Linked DNA regions of Gasterosteus aculeatus: region 2 is linked to region 1. A link is a contact called in public Hi-C data. All regions are on one chromosome and are shown on one strand. Each heading gives the region's core, a stretch centred on a gene start, on an enhancer-like site or on the middle of the called end of the contact. The rest is flanking DNA. Distances are from core to core; before and after follow the strand shown. Region 1 overlaps LOC120834297 (partitioning defective 3 homolog B-like). Region 2 has its middle 25 kb from the start of epb41l5.

Region 1 (2,700 bases), core at 123-2,622:
GGGAACTTTGTGTAGAATGACATCAGATGAAGCTTTGCTGCACTAAAACACATGCGACCAAAAGAGAAAGCGAGCCTCCATCACAGCTGTTTTCAATTAGTCAGGCTGAATGGACATCTAATCAGGCTGCCGGTGGGCGGAGCTAAACTCATGAAACTCGATTGTGTCGATGAGATGTCAATCAAGCTGGCTGTCCACGCCGCCATAGTTTGTGAGTGATGAAAAGGACATAATATCGGTATCCGTGTAGATGCCAATGCGCCGACCAAAGAAATGCCTACGGTGATATTTTGGAGTTCAGGTAATCAACATTAATTGACTACGGCTCAAAAACGTTAAACATGAGCAGCTCGCCAACAGCCATAATTGTGCCATTGATTTTATGGGGGCAGAAGGAAATTCAAATGATATACACCATTATACACAGTGGCATGTGCACTGCTCAGCATCTCAAAGTGTGCGTTTGTGTGCGTGTGCACACGTGAGTGAATGGATGTGTGAGTGAGAGCGGGGGGGGAGACGGAGAAATGCAGCGTTGGTTCCTTTCCTTTTATTAAAATTGAAAGAGCACACAATATTTGAATGGGTGGATTAATCGCAGTTCAGGATTTAAGTGGCCAACATGGCATCGATACGTGCGCGCGCGCACACACACACACACACACACGCATCCCTTTTCACATCATACCCTTTATAATCGGGTCGATTAGGACCCGATTGATTGCTTTGGAGTGGATCGATAAAATGCTACAATCAGCAAAATGCATGAGCACACAGCGAATGGACACACACACACACACACACACACACACACAAAACAATCTGTAAATATTCTCCAGCTCTCTGTGCAGCACTGAGCTTTGATTTCCACTCATGTCCACTTACCATAAATACATCTATGATGTTCAAGTGCATGTTGTTACTTTGGCACCTTCTGAAGTCAGCATTTTCTTCAGCAACGAGCAGTCCATCACCAAAGCGGAGGTGGCCACACCTGTCCATCACATGTGGGCCGTGTGTATGTGTGTGTAGTTCTACGCAGAGTCATGCAGTCTTTCATGTTTTTTTTATGATCACGGGCTGGTTGCTGCTGGCTCGAATGGTTTTGAGTGCGGTACATTCCAGGACCGAGAGGAGGCGAGATGGCGCACTAATAACTCGCTGTCGCTTCTCCATTAAGAAGGAACGTTCTTAATGAAGCACGATTATAAAAATATAAAAGATTAATTATGAAACTATTCAGAATAGAACATGTCCTGCAGCTTCAAATTCACAAAGCTCTGAGTCCGATGTTACTTTACCTGCTCTCTGAGTGACACACGCAGGCGCACAAACACACAGGTGCACACACACACACACACGCACACACTGAGAGTGGGTAGACTGACAGCACCACCTAGCTCAACACTACAGAAGCTACATTTCTCCCCGCCCCCTCAGTGTGTTATTGTGTAAAGCATGTCTTTCTGTCTAGACAAAAGAAGTGTTTACTGCCTGTGAGGAGAAGAGAAACAAGAAGACCAAGTCACTGACTCCGTTATTTTCCTTCTTTGTGTGTACCTGTGTGCGTCTGAGCTCAAAGGAAGACGAGCCGATGGATCGAGGCCTCGTGGTTCATGTTTTTACGTGTTCTAAACGCCATCCGTCCACTTTTGGAAATAATAAAAAAGGCTTTTTGATGCAGCTCAGTTAAAGAGTCGCAGGTGTGCTAATCCGTCCCGATCAGGTCACCAGGCGGAGAGGACCAAGCTAGCGTGAGAAGTAACTTTACAAAAAGCTCTGCTCATTTCTGTGTGTCGCCGATGAAAATAGTTAATTGTGCGGATCACAAAGAGAATTTGAATGACCCCCGAGGCGGTGTACATGTTGGCCTTTTTCGTCTTTCATCAGCAAATCTTCCCGCTTTTCTCCCTCCGGCGTCACTTTGTCTCCCCTCTTTGGCTTCCTCTCCCCTGGTTACCTCCTCTCCTCGGTGTGCTTCCTCTCTCAGCTCCCCATTGTTTCCCCTTGGCTTTGCCTCCTGTGACCTCCTCCCCGGCTCTCCTCCGCCGGCTGTCCCCATGTCCCCCCCTGAGTCGTAGCGGCTGCACACAAATCAGATGTCAATCATCATGTTCCAGCACTCCGCTCGATTGGAAACACCCACTAAGCAACAAAAGAGCTCATCGATTAACACGTGAATGTGATACACCCGTTCTCTCCGTGCTCCTTATTCCTTATTCTGTTGCCTTTTCATCTTTTCCTTTCTCCACCTTTCTAGTTTTCGGCTCTCGTGATCTCTGGAGTCAAACATCAACAACAACAAATCAATGCACGGGTAAGAAAATACACTTCTCACAAAGGGATACAAATACCCTGTTTAAGCATTCACATACGGTTATATAATATATATATATATATATATATATATAATTACACACACAAAATGTTCACACACACACACACACAGCTCTCTGACTGTGACCTCCCCGCTGCAATCGATCCATCGCCATGGTGATCCATAACCAGAATGGCGTTATCTCCAGAAAGGAGAATATGGATGAGTGAAATGTACTTGCTCAGCGGTTTGAAGTGTGCATGTGTGTGTGTTGGCGTGTGCATGTGCGCTGACCCTCCATTGATCCGCAGTCACCCCACCTCTCAGTGGAGCCTGAGAAAAAGCCTGACGAGACAGACGGGACGTAAAAAGAGACGAAGGGG
Region 2 (2,700 bases), core at 92-2,591, 220 kb before region 1:
CAGGTCCATTAATATTGTGAATCGCCGTGATGGTTACCTGCACGTGTGAGAGGACGTTTCCTGGTTGCATTTTGTTTTTTTCAGTGTTGCACTGCTGCTACCAAACAACAGGTAAGAAATGTTTGCATCTTATCTGTGATACCAGCAGACCATCAATAAAATGAACTTCCACGTGTCCCTCATTGCACCCCAGACAGAATGCTTCATAAAGTCTTAAACTATAAGAGCCATTGACGATTGTCACATGAGAAGCATTTCATCCAGCTGTTTTCAAAGGGCAACCAACGTTTATCTCGTTATTACCTCGCAACGAGCCTCGTGGACGAGAAAATAGAAATTAGTTTGGCAACAAGACAGAACTACGCATACAGAAATAAAACATACTAATCAACCTCCTCACTGACACACCATGAAGAACCTGCTTCATAGTTCACCCGCCAGGTCTGAACCGTCCCGAGAGCTCCTGAATATTCAACAGGTAGTGTCTCTCTCTGTCTCTCACACACACACACTCTGCTGCTCGGCGAGCTGTCGCAGGAGATTTTTCTGACAGAAAAGAGTCCATATCTCAACCATTGTGTGTGTGTGTGTGGACGGATGGGGAGGTATTCATAGTCAAAGCTTTGAGATGATAAAGACGCCAGTGAGGGTAATTGATCCCTGAAGGGCTGCTTTATGTTGGTAAATGTCTATTATATGCATTTCAATGTGTGCGCGTGTACGCCAGGTGAGCTTTCACACACACACACACACACACACACACACACACACACACACACACACACACAGAGAAAAGATACACAACGTATTCTGTGTTGTTGTTCCATCAAAGAAAAAAAGGTGAAATTCCTTTTCTAGCTATTAGAAACGATGGATGGCAAGTTTGATCGTGTGATTCATAACCGTTCATCATGATTTCAACTAATTAAATGCATTTGTAGAATTATTTCATCTCATTTTTTTACTGCATATCTGAGCTGGCGCAGCGACGCTGCTCGTCAGCGCTTTCCACCACCTCACACGTCACAGATATGTGATTTATATATTTTATACTTTTCCGCTGATCACTCGCCTCGATTAAATCCTCCAGCCGTAAGTCGTTTGAGCGGAAACGCTCTGATTAAACTCTCCGATCACCAAGTCCAGAGGAGGAGCATCGGCCCTGTGAGGGGGGTGAACTGATTCCACCGTCCCGACCTGACCACAGGATTTAATGTGTGGTCTTTAACGCCGAAGAAACGTCAGCTTCCCTTTTCCATCCTCCTGCCCCACGTTGAAGCCGCTCCACGTGTCAGCCCGGATATCAAGAGATACGTGTGGGTGAGGCTTTCTCTCCCTGCAGAGGGGGAGGCTGTTGTTGCTGTTATTGGTGCACCGGGTTCAATGGCTGGCCACAGGCTGTGTGTGTGTGTGTGTGTGTGTGTGTGGGGAGCACTCAGTCCTGAAAAGTCTTTCTTTGAAAGAAGGCTTTCTGTTTATTAGGCCTTATTTTATTTTCCTTATGAATGCTTCCCTTGGGGGTCTATTTTGAGAAAGTATAAAACCAGCCAGCATTGTTACGTTGGCGACACGCTCCCTTTGAAACGGCGTTGAGTTTGTAAAACCATCCGGGTGGAAAACGAAAAGCCAAACCAAAGAGCACAGACCTTTTGATTCTTTACTTTTACGTCTCCGAAACGCTCGGCGTCCCGTTTCCACCTCCCGCCCCCTCGGCTCCGGGGGGCCAATCGCAGCTCTCCGTTCCGTGCACCCGCTTACAGACCAAAGGTGTGATTGCCACTATAGTTGGACGACGCTCCTCCCTGTTTAGCTGCCTCGTCATGAGGCACAACGACCTCACGTGTTAAATATCGGTTTCTGTTTCATTTTGTGCTGTCTGCGTTTTATTGAATCTCTGTGTCAAACCCCCCGGTCACCGTTTGTTGTTCTTCAATGTGCTCCGTGAATAAACGTTCCTTGACTGGAGTGTGTGTGTGTGTGTGTGTGTGTGTGTGTGTGTGTGTGTGTGTGTGTGTGTGTGTGTGTGTGTGTGTGTGTGTGTGTGTGTGTGTGACGGGCAGACAGCTTGACAGAGCTCATCTGTGGCAGTCGCCCTCCTGTGTGTGTTATCAGCAACTCCCAAACGGGTGCTGCCAATCACCCCTCATGCGCACGCACACACACACACGCATGCCTGCTTAAACACCTGGAATCTAGTCCACAGCAGTGCACACACTGGAATACATGCACACACACACACACACACACACACACATGGTAGGTGATGCTGAATGCTCGCTCCCATCACTCTTTGTTCCTGTCATGTGTCTCTCTCTCTCTCTCTCTCACACACACACACACACACACACACACACACACACACACACACACACACACACACACACACAGGGAGCAGGTGTACCTCTCACTTGCATTGGAAGACCTCCCCCCCCCATAATACTCACCAGCTGTCCGTCTCGGGCGCCCACCGATCAGCCTCGTCCTCGTCCTCTCAGCTCTCATTAGTTGCGGCGCACCTGGTGGACGCGTTGGACCTGGTGTCCCCCGGTAGGAGACGATGACGGACAGATTACCCCATTTTCCCCTCGTTACGCCGTTTCCTTGAAGTCGTGTGCACAACCTGAATAATCAGAGTAGCGGCAAAAACAAAAGATTGGAAAATCTAAAAAATTCAAGCATTACACAAATGCACTTTTATGA

The links. Hi-C and Micro-C count contacts between places; a contact is called where the count stands out from the background.
Region 2: a Hi-C map of liver shows a contact between it and region 1, with 4 times the contacts expected there. The contact joins two enhancer-like sites. A contact is called at or near these places in 4 of 6 Hi-C or Micro-C datasets (liver, skeletal muscle and whole body).

The regions. Positions count from the first base shown.
Region 1 is chr16:15,701,978-15,704,677 of fGasAcu3.hap1.1, reverse strand. All of the region lies in intron 2 of LOC120834297 (partitioning defective 3 homolog B-like), which reads right to left. Among protein-coding and RNA genes, the nearest start is that of LOC120834297, 25 kb to the right of the region's middle. Within about 2 kb of position 1,372, at least 3 of the 9 cell types and tissues checked have open chromatin away from gene starts, as enhancers often do.
Region 2 is chr16:15,921,607-15,924,306 of fGasAcu3.hap1.1, reverse strand. No RefSeq gene overlaps it. Among protein-coding and RNA genes, the nearest start is that of epb41l5, 25 kb to the left of the region's middle. Within about 2 kb of position 1,341, at least 1 of the 9 cell types and tissues checked has open chromatin away from gene starts, as enhancers often do.